3 separate regions of the Mus musculus genome follow, and all the other regions are linked to region 1. Evidence: chromatin contacts called from public HiChIP or PLAC-seq and promoter capture Hi-C data. All regions are on one chromosome and are shown on one strand. Each heading gives the region's core, a stretch centred on a gene start, on an enhancer-like site or on the middle of the called end of the contact. The rest is flanking DNA. Distances are from core to core; before and after follow the strand shown. Region 1 holds the start of Fut10 (fucosyltransferase 10). Region 2 holds the start of Purg (purine-rich element binding protein G). Region 3 has its middle 49 kb from the start of Gm33281.

What was found. Promoter capture Hi-C pulls out the DNA fragments that hold promoters and counts their contacts. HiChIP or PLAC-seq counts read pairs in DNA pulled down with a chosen protein or histone mark.
Region 2: an H3K4me3 HiChIP or PLAC-seq map of embryonic forebrain shows a contact between it and region 1, with 13 times the contacts expected there. The contact joins the promoter of Purg here to the promoter of Fut10 in region 1. A contact is called at or near these places in 2 of 39 promoter capture datasets (hippocampal neurons and stem cell-derived epiblast-like cells) and 2 of 115 datasets of contacts at active chromatin or transcription factors (astrocytes and embryonic forebrain).
Region 3: a contact with region 1 is called in a promoter capture Hi-C map of stem cell-derived epiblast-like cells, with 4 times the contacts expected there. The contact joins the enhancer-like site here to the promoter of Fut10 in region 1. A contact is called at or near these places in 5 of 39 promoter capture datasets (the 3T3-L1 cell line, hippocampal neurons, liver and 1 more) and 1 of 115 datasets of contacts at active chromatin or transcription factors (large pre-B cells).

What each region holds. Positions count from the first base shown.
Region 1 is chr8:31,184,905-31,189,140 of GRCm38.p6, reverse strand. Fut10 (fucosyltransferase 10) reads right to left here and starts at 1,810. Exons shown (of 5, transcript NM_001012517.5): 1 at 1,679-1,810.
Region 2 is chr8:33,383,870-33,388,105 of GRCm38.p6, reverse strand. It overlaps Purg (purine-rich element binding protein G), which reads right to left and starts at 2,264. Exons shown (of 2, transcript NM_001382855.1): 1 at 2,043-2,264; 2 at 1-1,776. The coding sequence starts at 1,770. The coding sequence ends at 718. It overlaps Wrn (Werner syndrome RecQ like helicase), which reads left to right and starts at 2,579. Exons shown (of 34, transcript NM_011721.4): 1 at 2,579-2,764.
Region 3 is chr8:33,196,742-33,200,977 of GRCm38.p6, reverse strand. No RefSeq gene overlaps it. Among named protein-coding and RNA genes, the nearest start is that of Gm33281, 49 kb to the right of the region's middle. Within about 2 kb of position 1,942, at least 51 of the 459 cell types and tissues checked have an H3K27ac peak or open chromatin away from gene starts, as enhancers often do. A contact at or near this core is called in stem cell-derived epiblast-like cells, where this site is marked.

The DNA of each region.
Region 1 (4,236 bases), core at 561-3,060:
AAGAAAGAAGGAAGGAAGGAAAGAAAGAAAGAAAGAAAGAAAGAAAGAAAGAAAGAAAGAAAGAAAGAAAGAAAGAAAAGAAAGAAAGAAAGAAAGAAAGAGAGAGAGAGAGAGAGAGAGAGAGAGAAAGGAAGGAGAGAAAGACAGAGAGACAGAGAGACAGACAGGAAGAAGTATGGTGGAGGAGAAGGTTTACTGGAGAGGTGATAGTGTGCACAGTAGATATGAGGGAGAGCATAGCCCAAGGCAGGGACAGCTGAGAGAGTCCAGAGTGGATATGACCAGTAGACTGAGGCAGGCCACGGGAGGGGGTGGGGAAGCAAGAAAAGGGAGGGCCAGGAGACCAAGAGCCAAAAATGGTGGGGGGGGCGCTGTCATAGCCAAAATGACAGAGTTATATAGGGCAGAGCAACGGAGGGAAGGACTGCTCACCGGAGAAGTTTAGGGTAGAAGGCTGGGTATGCCAGCCAGGAGGACCCTGTAACTTGTAGGGACTGAGAGATGCTGGGAGAACATGACTGCCAAGCTACACTTTGATATGTTAATAGGGACCTCTGTTAGTCCTTTATCACAGGTTTGAGACCTAACAGCAGTGGAGCACTACAGACATCTTGGAAAGCATTTGAGAGGCAGCTCTAACCCTGAAACTGAGTATTCCGTTTGTTGCTAGCTGGAACACTCAGTGTTCAACAATGGGGTTGATTATTCGATGCAGAAACCAAGTCAGGCCCTACCTGAAAAGAACGCCATCTGAGAGTATCATGGAGCAAAGGGAAGCAAGATTCTAGTTTGTAGTATAATCTCTTCAGCAAGCCCGTGCGAGAAGTGGTGCATCTCATCTGAAGGAAGGAAGGCTGAATTTGAAGGCATTACGGTCCTGAGCATCAGCTAGCCTTATTCCAAATTGAACCTATCCGAGTTGGATGCACTGCACAAAACAAGTCAGTCTTCATCAATTATTCTAAGCGCTGTTTCAGGGCATCATATCAGTGCTTAGGAGGTAATCTATTAGAGCTGTTATGTTAAGAAAAAGACATTTTCTGTAAGATGTCCTATCAGTTAATGAATCCTGGAAAATCCCAATCAAATGTCATTTTAAAATCACAATATCTGTATCTTGTAATACGAAATGAGTCGTATTTTGAGTATCCTAATTGGGTGCAAAAAGCCTAAGACTTGTGTGTGGATAATCAAAACCCGTTCTTCCGGAGTCTCTTCCAAAGTATCTACTAAATGCACAATGTATCCACCTCAGGAAAGTCAAAACTGCTACTCGCTGGGCACAAGTTCAATCAACAAGTGTTTCAAGGGAGCAGCACCCAGGTGCGAGCCGCAATTCTCAGCACAGCAGGGCCTTGAGACTTTTGCCTGGGGCCTTGGGAAGGAAGCAGAGTTGCTGCCCCAGCTCTGCGCTAAATCAGACCCTCGGGGTACCGCGCTCCTCCCGGTTCCACGAGCCCAGGGCTCCGGGACCACGTGCTCCCTGCTGTGCTCTCAGCGGCCAGATAGGCTTGCGCCCCAGTTTCTGGTTCCAGAAAGCCGTGCTTAGGGTTTCTAGGATCCCACCCCCACCTCCTCCCAGCGGAGTCAGATGCTCCGCCAGGGCCCAGCAAAGTGTCTCGTCTTACACTCCGCTTCTGCACAGCGCCCCAGTCTCCACCGGCAGCAGGAGACTCACCTTAGGCATCAGGGCAGCAAAACAAGTCCCCAGCACTGTACCTCAACAATCCTCCAACAATCCTCGGGGGGATGCGGGACGCTCTACCCACTCCCCAGAGTCCTCACTTTCTATTTACGCGCCTGAGCTCTTGCGAAGACCCGGAGAAGACTCGATGGAATGGCAGGCGCAGCTCCCGGATCATCCCGCCGAAGTCAGCCTGCGAGATCCTAGATCCACGTTTTCGTGGATGCGGTGTTTAAAAGCTAGCGGTCCCGGCTTCAAAACACTTTGGACAGCCCCTTATTGGTACCTCTCCCGGCTATTGGCTCAGGAACGCATCAGGTCCTGGAAATTCTGGAAAGTACTCTATAAGAGCCCCTCTTGAAAGGAAGGGTACTGATGTCCTTTTAAGTCATAGGAGACTACGCTCACGAGCCAGGAGGAATGAAGCACAAAGTCAATTCCCAATTTTGTTAAACCAAGGCTCCCAGCAGGGGATTGCTTTGGTCTCAGTGTCTTAGACTGGCTTGTCTGCTGCAACTTCCCGGTGACCATGGGGCTGGGATACCTTGGTGACTAAGTCAGACCTCACTAATGAGATTCGACCTCTCATGCAAATGTAGGGGCACCCAGTTCCAAATACTATCAGTGTACATATTCAGATCATAACAGGTATGTTAGCCACGGCTAAGTGGAGAAAAACAGCATCTGAGATTGATTTCAATTTTTTATTTGGTTGGTTGGTTGAGTTGGGAGTTTTGAGACAGTTTCTTGAGACAGGGTTTCATGACAATGTAGCCCTGGCTGTTCTGAAGCCCTCTCTGTAGCTGGCCTCCAACTCAGAATGCCCTTGCCTTTATTTTATATAGTATCTCACTATGTAGCCCAGGCTGGTCCTCAACTCTTTATCCTTCTATCTCAGTCTCCTGAGTAGTGCTGGGATTAAAGGAATGCACTGCCTGGCTTGAAGTGAGCTGTCTTGGTTTCTTTGGGGGAGTGGAATTATTGGTTATTGGTTTTTGTTTGTTTGCTTGCTTTTTTTTTTTTTTTTTTTTTTGGACAAAGCCACTGTGGCACTGTGACACTGACCTGACCTTGGGACAATGTGGTGCACAATGGCTGGAGAAAAGAACAACAGTAATACTGCATTTATTTACCCAAATTAGTTACTGTAAGCTCTCTCAATACAGACTCATCGGTCGTTCCTGAGGCTGAAAGGTGGACAGTCAGAAAGTGTGTGACTGATCCTTAGGAAAACAAAATTTGTGCAGCTGAGAAATGACCTTATAATATTTGCTGTCTATAGTGCTGAGTATTAAATCCACAGGCATTGTGCTAAGCAGTTCCCGTACCCAGGCCTAAAGAATGTGCTTTACTCTAACAGGAATCTCAAATTTGAAGGGGTTTTATTATTATTATTATTATTATTATTATTATTATTATTATTATTAAAGTAATAAGAAGTTGGACCCGGTTGTTTTGAGGCATGCCTACAATCCCAGCACTCAAGTAGAGTGAGATAGAAGGCTAATGAGTTCGAGGCTAGCCTGGGCTACACAGAGGGACACTTCTAAACTACTTTTGAAAGTATACTGGTTGGTTTTGTTTGTTTGTTTGTTGGCCAACTTGGCACAAACTAGATTCAATTGGAAGGGTGAACCTTAACTAAGAAGATGTCTCCATCATATTGACCTGTAAACAAGTATGGGCCGGGGCGACATTTTCTTGGCTAAAGACTGATTTGGAAAGGCCCAGTATACTGTGGGATGTGCCACACACCATGTCTAAGAAGTTAGTCCTGGGAAGTACCAGAAAGGTAGCCAGAAGAGGAAGCCAGGAAGCAGAGTTCTCTCATGGCTTTTCCTTTAGGTCCTGTCTCAAGTTCCTGCCCTAACTTCTCTTCTAATGGACTATCAACTGTAAGGTGATAAAAACCTCTCCTCCCCAAGTTGTTTTTGCTCTTGTTGTTTTATCAGAACATCAGAAAGCATACTAGGACAAAAAGAGAGAAAACTGTTGTAACAGGCTGTAGAATATTCATGAGGCTTCATGCCGTTATGAAGTATGCACTAAAACTCTCCCCTCTAGCAACTTCCTGTACACTGAACTTTTATACCCGCTAGATCTGAGACCGAACTGTAACTGCACCCAATGGTATCCTTTAGCCTTGGGGGGGGGGGTGCAGGCAGATAGAACTTATTAAAACTAGGGGAAAAAACAAGTTCCAAAATGTGTCAGACTATAAATAAACCTAATCTGTTCTCCAGGATCTCCAGCCAGGAAAAGAGCCAGGGGTGAGGTTAGAAGACCCTTTGTACATGGCAGGTCTTTTCAGTTAAACAAAAAGCCAGAAGATGATAAGCATGTCGTCCCTACTCCACAGCAGCTTGGCATGCCCAAGGTAATACATCACAAATCTAGATAGAGAATTTTGTCGGGGGAGGTATGTACCCCGCTTCTGTCCAATGAGGTTTAAAATGAAGAGGCTGCAGAGACAGGAGCCTCACAGTGTTGTGTTGTGTTGTGTTTCTTTTGTTTTACATTTCACATAGTAAAAAATGCACCCAGCTTGGGTT
Region 2 (4,236 bases), core at 1,015-3,514, 2.2 Mb before region 1:
ACTCTTCCGTGGCTTTGATATGGCAACTAAAACTGTAGGGTTACCACAAAATTTGAAATTATAGAATTCTGTATATAGTAGTAACTGCTAAGGAATATGACATTGTATTTCAAAGGTCTAATTGTCTAATAATATTTGTATTTTAGTGGTACTAGTTAATACTCAGTTACCCAATGAGAATATATTCCTACTAGTACTTTCATAAAGAAATATACTACACTTGAGGTCAATCTCTGTTTCTGTGGTAATGGTCCTACAGGTAAACTTTGCAACTTTTTAACAAAGTACGAACTTTTAACAAAGTATGGGACTTTCTTTGGGGGTGGGATTTGTTAAATAGAAATTCACACTTTTGTATTAAGTCTATGTATCATCATTTTCAAGATTCTGTCATAGTGCAATGTAAATCTTAAGTTATCGTGATTAAAGGTCAGAATGTCACACTCTGTGCTGATCTGCATACTTCAATAGTCTGGAGCAGTTGAAGCAGCTAAACTATTTGGCTCTGGGGAGGTTGGAATTCCCATGAGAATTATAGTGATCTATGTATAACATAACATGAGAATCAGACTCCTTTTAAGTATAAACTATTAGAGGTATTACTAATAACAGAGGGCCCAAAAGAGGAGAAACTTCTTCAAATGATCATGATTACGGATCAGTACGTTTAGCCAATTACTGATTTCTAAATTCTGCCTGCTGGAGTTCAATTTCACGCTAGTCCAGGCATTCTTGTTCTTCACCACTGGCCCGACGGCCATCCATTCTCTTTTCCTTATGGCTGTTGCAAATTTTCCTCATCTCTTCTTCATACTTGATAAAATTCTCCCCAAACCTTGTCCAAGCTTTGAACGGAACAGTAATAGTATTACGGTAAGGCGGTCTCACCTCACTTACCTTCAGGAAAATTCCATATTTATTAGAGCCCACATCAAAGTAGAACCTTTTATTGTCCACTCTGAAAGAGGTCCCCTCTGGGAGTTCAAGTGGGTCGTCGTCTCCACACCTTCGTTCTTCTATGTCTCCTTCGCCGTAGTCTTCAATCAGCTGAACCAAGGCATCACGAAATTCAATCATACCTTGTGCTGGGAGGACAATAGTCTGATCCTGGCCCAAACTGTGGCCAAAGTAACCGATCATGCCAGTGCCCCGCATCATGGTTTGTCTAATCCTTAGGAAGCGACCTCGTTGGTTTTCCTTTAGGTCCAGGTAGTATTTCCTATTGTCCCTCTCTATATAGTCCGTTTTGAGGACACTGTGAGGATGCTCTTCTGACCCCACTGACACCGGTGGGGAGGGTGCAGAGTGCTTCTGCCGCCTCCTGGAGACTTGCTCTTTGCTCTGGCCATGCTCCTGTCTGTGGCCTTTCAGGCCCAGATGGGCATAGTGCTCGATGAAGTCGCCTAGACAGTCCTTCAGCTCTGCTGCTACCGACAGGGAGAGGGTCAGTTTACTCTTTCTGATATTGTCCTGCCGGCCTCTCCCTATCCAGACTTCGGCTATCTTTAGGAAGCGGCCCCGGGAGCTCTGCTTCACGTCTAGGTAAAACCTCTTTTTCTGGATGTCCACACGTTTGGAGGCTAGCTCCTGGATTTCGGATGTGCCCCCAGACTGATTAGGGGTGGCTGACGCGGAGTAGTGGGGGTAGTGAGAATGCTGGGCCTGGGGATAGAGTCTACTCTTGCTTAGGCCAGGGCCCCCTACATTCTTGCCTCCGCGGCCACGGCCGCCGCCGCTGCCGCCGCCTCCCCTTCGCCTGGCTCTTTCCATCTTCAGCTGCAAGTGACAAACAGACACACGGGGTGGGATGGGGGAGGGGTGTTGAGAACAATCGCAGACGCCCCTGGGTCCGCACTGCCCCCGCTGCCGCCGCCCGGAACCCCTACTCTGGCCCGGCTCTCGCGCTCCGGCCTCGGCCGGCTCCGCACCGCGCACACAGCATCCCCTCTGCCGCCCCAGGCCTCCCGCTCCGATTCCCGTACGCTGCCAGCCGCCCAGCTCCGGCTCGGCAGCCCCGGGGGTCCCAGCCAGCCGACACTCACATCATCTCCGTCACCGATGCCCTTCACGACCACCGCCGCCGCCGCCGCCAGCTCTCGGCCCCTCCGCCGCCGCCCCCCGCCTCCTTCCCCGCCGCCGCCGCCGCCGCCGCGCGCTCTGCCCCCCGCCGGAGCAGCGGGGCAGGGGCATCGCCTGCGGCGCCCACCGCCGCCGCCGCGCCTCCTGCGGCCGCTGCCTGGATTCGGGCACCGGCCCGACGCCGCGGGGAGGGCGGGAGGGAGGCGGGGAGCTGCCTGAGGGGCCGGGCTTGGGACCCCGCCTCCCCAGCCGCGCTAGCGGAAAGACGGGGGACTCGGGCTCTGCCTCCGGGCGCGCCCTGACGGCAGACAGCGCGCGGGGACCCGGCGTGCGAGAGAGCCGGCAGGAGAGGTGGCGGGAGGGTTGTGATTTCCCGCGACTCACCCGCACCTGCGTTGAGACTACATTTCCCAGCGTGCCCAGCGGCCGTCAGCTCTGAGCATGCGTGCTGCGCGGGGTGGCTGCGGTGGGTGGGAGGGCGGCGCGGCTGGGAGAGGTTGGGCGGGGCCGCGGGCGGAGTGCAGGGAAGGGCAGTCGCCAGACCAGAAGTGCACCGAGGCGCCCGTTGGTATAAAGTTAGTAAATGTGAGGCCTCTCTCGATGCCTGGGTCCTGGGCTTTGGTTCTCAGTCCTCCATAAATCATCCTGCTGGAGGAGAAGACCCTTAGATCTGGCTCTTCTCAGGGTAACGTGCCTTCCCCGCTTTTGCCTCTCCCCTTTGCGTACCCTGGGCTATATCTACGCATCTCGGACGCTTGTTTCTCTCTCCCACGAGGCTTTCTCTTGGGGTTGTGTTGGGGAGATTCTTGGAAAGGGAGCCTTGCCTCCTTTCTCCTTCAGATCCCCTGGAAAGGGGCCTCGGAGCCACAGGCCTCCTCTGGTCCCGTCAGTGGGCTTTCCCGCCTCTTCCGCCCCAGCTGCTGTTTATAGCGCTTCGGAGGCAGAGGTAACTGAGTCCGGGGAGGCAACCGACTTTCCACTACTGAGCAAATTGTTTTGGACCTCTTAAGGTTAAGTCATTGTACTAATGAGCATTTGGTCTTGTTGAATATGACTCGTTCTCCCATAGACCTGATATGTAAAAACCTGGAGAGCAAAAAACTCTTTAGGATGCTAATCCAGAGTCCCCAAATAACAAATTTCAGCCTTATTTTTCCCTTTGGTTTTATTGAGACCCGGCTTCTCTTCTGTAGCCCCTCACACTTTTAGCCCAGGCTGTCCTCGAACTCAAGAGAGTACGGCCTACCCTGTCATGCCCTCTTGATCTTTTATTAGAGATTGTATGCAAAGCCTGCGGCGTATAGGGCAGTTTGGTACTCGATGTCGTTGTATACTAGTTGTCCCCTGTGTCTCCTCTTGCTTTGAGGATGGAACCCCAGACTGGGACCACTCACCTGCTTGATACAGCGCTCTTCAATTGAATGGCATCCCAGCTCTGCTAATTCAGCATATAATTGTTGAGCGCTGCTGAGATAACAAAATGAATGAAACAGAAAATTTACCCATTTTTGAGCTCACAATTTAGCGGAAAGAGATACACAAAATGCCAAGTGCAGTATTGACAAAGTGAAAATGAAAGAAAGACGGGTGAGGGCCAGTGGGTGTTGGGAGGTACAATTCCCAATAGGTCCTCACTGTGAAGGAAGTGTCTATGGGACAGGAAAGAAAGTGCAAGCCTGAAGGAGGCTGCTTGGAGTAAGAGTAACCTAGAAAGGCCTTTAGGGTAGAGAAAAGGGGCCTGCTCTTAGAGATCAGAGAGATTATGCAGGATTCATGACTATGTTAGGAATCTGGTGTGTCATCCTGAAGTGTTGGGAAGCTCTGGTCGAGTTTTCAGGGAAACACACACACACACACACACACACACACACACACACACACACACTATAATTTGCCAGTTTAATAATTTTAAGTACAGTTCAGTGATAATAAATTACACTCTGCATGTGCAAATGTCGCCGCTATCTACTGCTACCACGTTCTTTGTTGTTGATTTGGGTTCTTGTTTGTCTGTTTTTGGATGCTGGGCATTGCCCATGCTATAAATACCTATTCTTTTACTGCGCACACCCTAGCCCTACTTCCAGAACTTGCTCTTCATCCTAAGCAGAGACTCTGCAGCCATAAAGCAATAACTCTATGGCCTCCTCTTCCCAG
Region 3 (4,236 bases), core at 693-3,192, 2.0 Mb before region 1:
TTGAGAATATGCCCAACTGTCCTACATTGAGCTGACACATCTTGCCTGCAGGTGAGGGAGGTGGCCTTATAGATGGATATAGGAAAAATGCATTGGGAACCCAGAAGAGAATTCCCAGCTACAGAAGGTAATTTAGACCCCCGAGTTCCAAGCTATTCTCTGTAAAGTGACTAGAAGAGGAGACAATACTAAATTGTCTTTAGACATATCCCAGCCAGACTAGAAGAATCATGGATTGTTAGATCCAAAGTGACTTCCCAAAATGGCAGTGCTAGTGAAGATGTCCTAAACAGAACAACTCTGGTTGGGTAAACAGTAGCTTACAATGGCGGGTTTCTGTTTGCCAGGACTTTACCTTAATCCTCCCACAAAGGCAAGAGCTTCTAGTTCCTGTCAGTCTGAATCCTCCCCCTCCCCTGCCTCATAGAGCAGTTTGATCGCACTAAACCTTCCTTCCTACCTACTGAAGGGTCCAGTCCCATGGTTTCACTGTGCCCTCGCTTACATGGATGTAAGGTGGTGAAAACCACTGTTGTATTTCTGTTCAGGAATGGAAAGCTAAAGGGGAAAGGATGCTTTGAGTGAGATTACTTTGGGTCACATTTTGACCTTGGGATGGCCAGATGGTTCGTCCTTTTTTTTCCTTTTCTTCCTCTTCTTTCTTCTTCTTCTTCTTCTTCTTCTTCTTCTTCTTCTTCTTCTTCTTCTTCTTCTTCTTCTTCTTCTTCTTCTTCTTCTTCTCCTTCTCCTTCTCCTTCTCCTTCTCCTTCTCCTTCTCCTTCTCCTTCTCCTTCTCCTTCTCCTTCTCCTTCTCCTTCTCCTTCTCCTTCTCCTTCTCCTTCTCCTTCTCCTTCTCCTTCTCCTTCTCCTTCTCCTTCTCCTTCTCCTTCTCCTTCTCCTTCTCCTTCTCCTTCTCCTTCTCCTTCTCCTCCTCCTCCTCCTCCTCCTCCTCCTCCTCCTCCTCCTCCTCCTCCTCCTCCTTTCTCTCTCTCTCTCTCTCTCTCTTTTTCTTTCTTTCTTTCTTTCTTTTGGATATTTTCTTTATTTACATTTCAAATGTTTCCCCCTTTCCCAACTTCCCCTCCAAAAACTCCCTTTCCCATCCCCCCTTCTCCTGCGCACCAACCCACCCACTCCCGCTTCCCTGTCCTGGCATTCCCCTACACTGGGACATCGGACCTTCTCAGGACCAAGGGCCTCTCTTCCCATTTATATCCAACAAGGCCATGTTCTGCTCCATATTCATCTGGAGCCATGGGTCCCTCCATGTGTACTATTTGGTTGGTGGTTTAGTCCCTGGGAGCTCTGGGGGTACTGGTTGGTTCATATTGTTGTTCCTCCTATGGGTTTGCAAACCCCTTTAGCTCCTTGGGTCCTTTCTTTAGCTCCTCTATTGAGGACCCCAGATGCAGTGTCTGGGGCTGCCTTGCTGCTCCCCACATTGACCACAGCCATAGGTTCACAGTGTGACTCACAATGGTAAAGGCAGGGAAGAGCTGGCCCTTGCTCTCTCTAGGGGCTGTAATTAGCCTGGTATTTTCTGCCTTTTGTCATGGTAAATGGTGCCTGCCAGTGTTTTGCATGTGCTGGAACTGTGAAATAAATGACTCATTCCTCCTTCTCGGGAAGAAATTTAAACTTTCCCGAGGGACCACAGTGCCCTCCTGGCTCCAAGAGAAATCCAACTTTATTTCCAAATCACTCACTCTTTTCAGCAGGGTCCCACTTCTTGGGGAAAAGCAGCCCTCTGCTTGTTTAAGTCTTGTTTCTTGGGAGGTTGTGCGTGGATTTGTCCTGTTCGCTAGGACTCTTAAGTAGCTGGTCTAATTTTCTTCCAGGTCTTGGTAGGTAGCCAGCTTCTGCATTTATCAAACCCACCCATTGTTCCACAGCCGGCTTGCCTCAGTCCAGTCTTCCATTGCTCAGTCCACAAAGAACGGAAGAGAGGAGAGCCTGTCCACAAAATAGAGTCCTTCTCCAGTGCAGCTCTCTGGAACACCAGAAGGGTCATTTCCCAAGGGCTTTGGGGCCTTTTTTTTTTCCCGTCGGACCTACACTTTAGTTTCTGAATTGATTTACTAGCAAAGCCTCTACCAGATGTAATGCTCCTGGGGCCATCTGCTTTTGAGTATTGGTGTGAACATCACCTTAAAAAGTTAGACTTTATGGTCAGTAACAACATGTGGTTTGAGGTCACCTCCAGCTACCCTGTTCAGAGCAGCAGCAGCAGCAGTTAGCAATAACAAAGCAATAGCTTGTCCCTCATGGCAGTGGTCTAAAATAGCTCAAAAATAACATCCACATCGAAAAGGTCCATGCTGGACAAAATTTCCAAGGAGCTTCTCTTAAAGAGACCACAAAAAGTAACAAGAAAATAGGCAATCCAAGGCCCCCTTTCTCACATTTTGTAGCAACAGGTGGTGTTAGCATTTCTTCTAGGCTCCACCCCAGTTACCTGGCAACAGCCATGTATGCCCTATTCATTATAAAAGGGGCTGCTTGCCCCCTCTTCACTCTCTTCTCTTGATCTCTTAAGGTCTTCCCGCTCTGTCCCTTCTCTCCCCATTCTCCTCCTCCCTCTATCCACAAGTTTATGGCCAGCCTCTTCTCCTTCCTTTCTCCCTCCCTCCCTCCTTCTCCCCTCTGCCTTTCTCTGTCTCTACTACTCCCTCAACTCCTCTCCCTATGCCCTGAATAAGCTCTATTCTATACTATACTGGGCTGTGGCTGGTCCCTCAGTGGGAAGGGATGCCTCAGCACGGGCCTGCAGAGGCCCCACTTCCCTGAACCATACCGTGCCCCCACCAAACATATCCCTAGTCACTCCCCTTGAGGGACTAATTGAAGGTTGACTCCGATGCACTGGAAAATAAACCTCTTGCTTTTACATCCACCTGAGTCTCGTCTTGGTGTCTCATTGGGAGGTGGTGGGGGGATCTCGAAGTAAGCACTACTGACTGAGGGTCAGGGTCTTAAAACATCTTAAAAAAATAAAAAATTTCTCTGGGATTAATTAAAAGCTAATGAAAGAACTCAGTGGGGAAACCCCCACTCAGCTCCCGATTCGGCGTGCACCCAAGAATCACGAATAGAACACAACACCTTGATGTAACATCAAGAGGTTTTTTTAATGGCAGAGCTCCGGGTCGAAACGTATCTCACATAACAGGAGACAGTGGATTCAACCACGAGGCTTGGAAGCTAGGGGTTTTTATAGAAAAGGAGTGGGGCTGGGGGAGGAATTGGCGCGGTTTCACATGATTGGTCCATTTAAACATCAGCGGCCTGTAACATTTAACTTAGGTCAGAGGGGTGGGAGCTAGAGAGGCGATGGGCCTGCCCGGGCATGTCCTGGTCTGTTCTGCTGTGTTCTCAGCCCCAGGTTTCAAAGCTCACAAACAACTCTTTGGGCTATTTGACATACATTACATGAATTACAGTTTAATTTCGTTTCACTAACATGGATTTTTCTTTTGTTGTTAGAGATCTTGATCTATGCTCAGTTTTTATTTTATTTTTTAAAGTGAGATAAGCATGTTTCACTTCAAGAAAAAAAAATCTTAGCAAATAAATAAGCAAACTTACCAAAGGTCTGTTAGGGTCCTGATTCTATCATACAAGTCTAGGTCTTTACAAAGAGCAACTCTTGTGAGACTCCCTAAGGGTTAGTTATCTGGAACTTGATTTGTACTCATTTTATTACAACAGGAATTACCTCTACTGTGATACTCCTACTGTAGTTGGTAAAGGATGTAATGTACTTCTGGGGCCACATTAAAAAGAAGGCATCAGGTTCACTTGATGAGACCAGTGTTTTATGTGCAAGTCTGTGAAAGCTAAAGCACAGTTACATCAGCCACTTAAGGCGTTGTCAAGGGATGCCTTCTCTTTATTTCCCCAGACCACAGCATTTTAAATGATGGCAGCAGGTCATGAACAGGATTAACGGTTTTCCTTCCGGATGGACCGGGTGGTCACCTTTGTTATGTTTAGGAAGCTGTAACAGTGTTGTGGCCTCAAACAAACCACCACTAACAATAAAAAGTACAGGACAGAAAGAAGAAAGAAAGCGAGAGAGAGAGAGAGAGAGAGAGAGGGAGAGAGAGAGAGAGAGAGAGAAAGAGAAAGAAAAGAAAGAAACAAGGAAGGAAGGAGAGAGAGAGAGGGAGAGGGAGGGGAAGGGGGAGGGGAGAGGGAGGAGAAGGGGAGAGGGGAGAGGGGAGAAGGTAGAGAGGG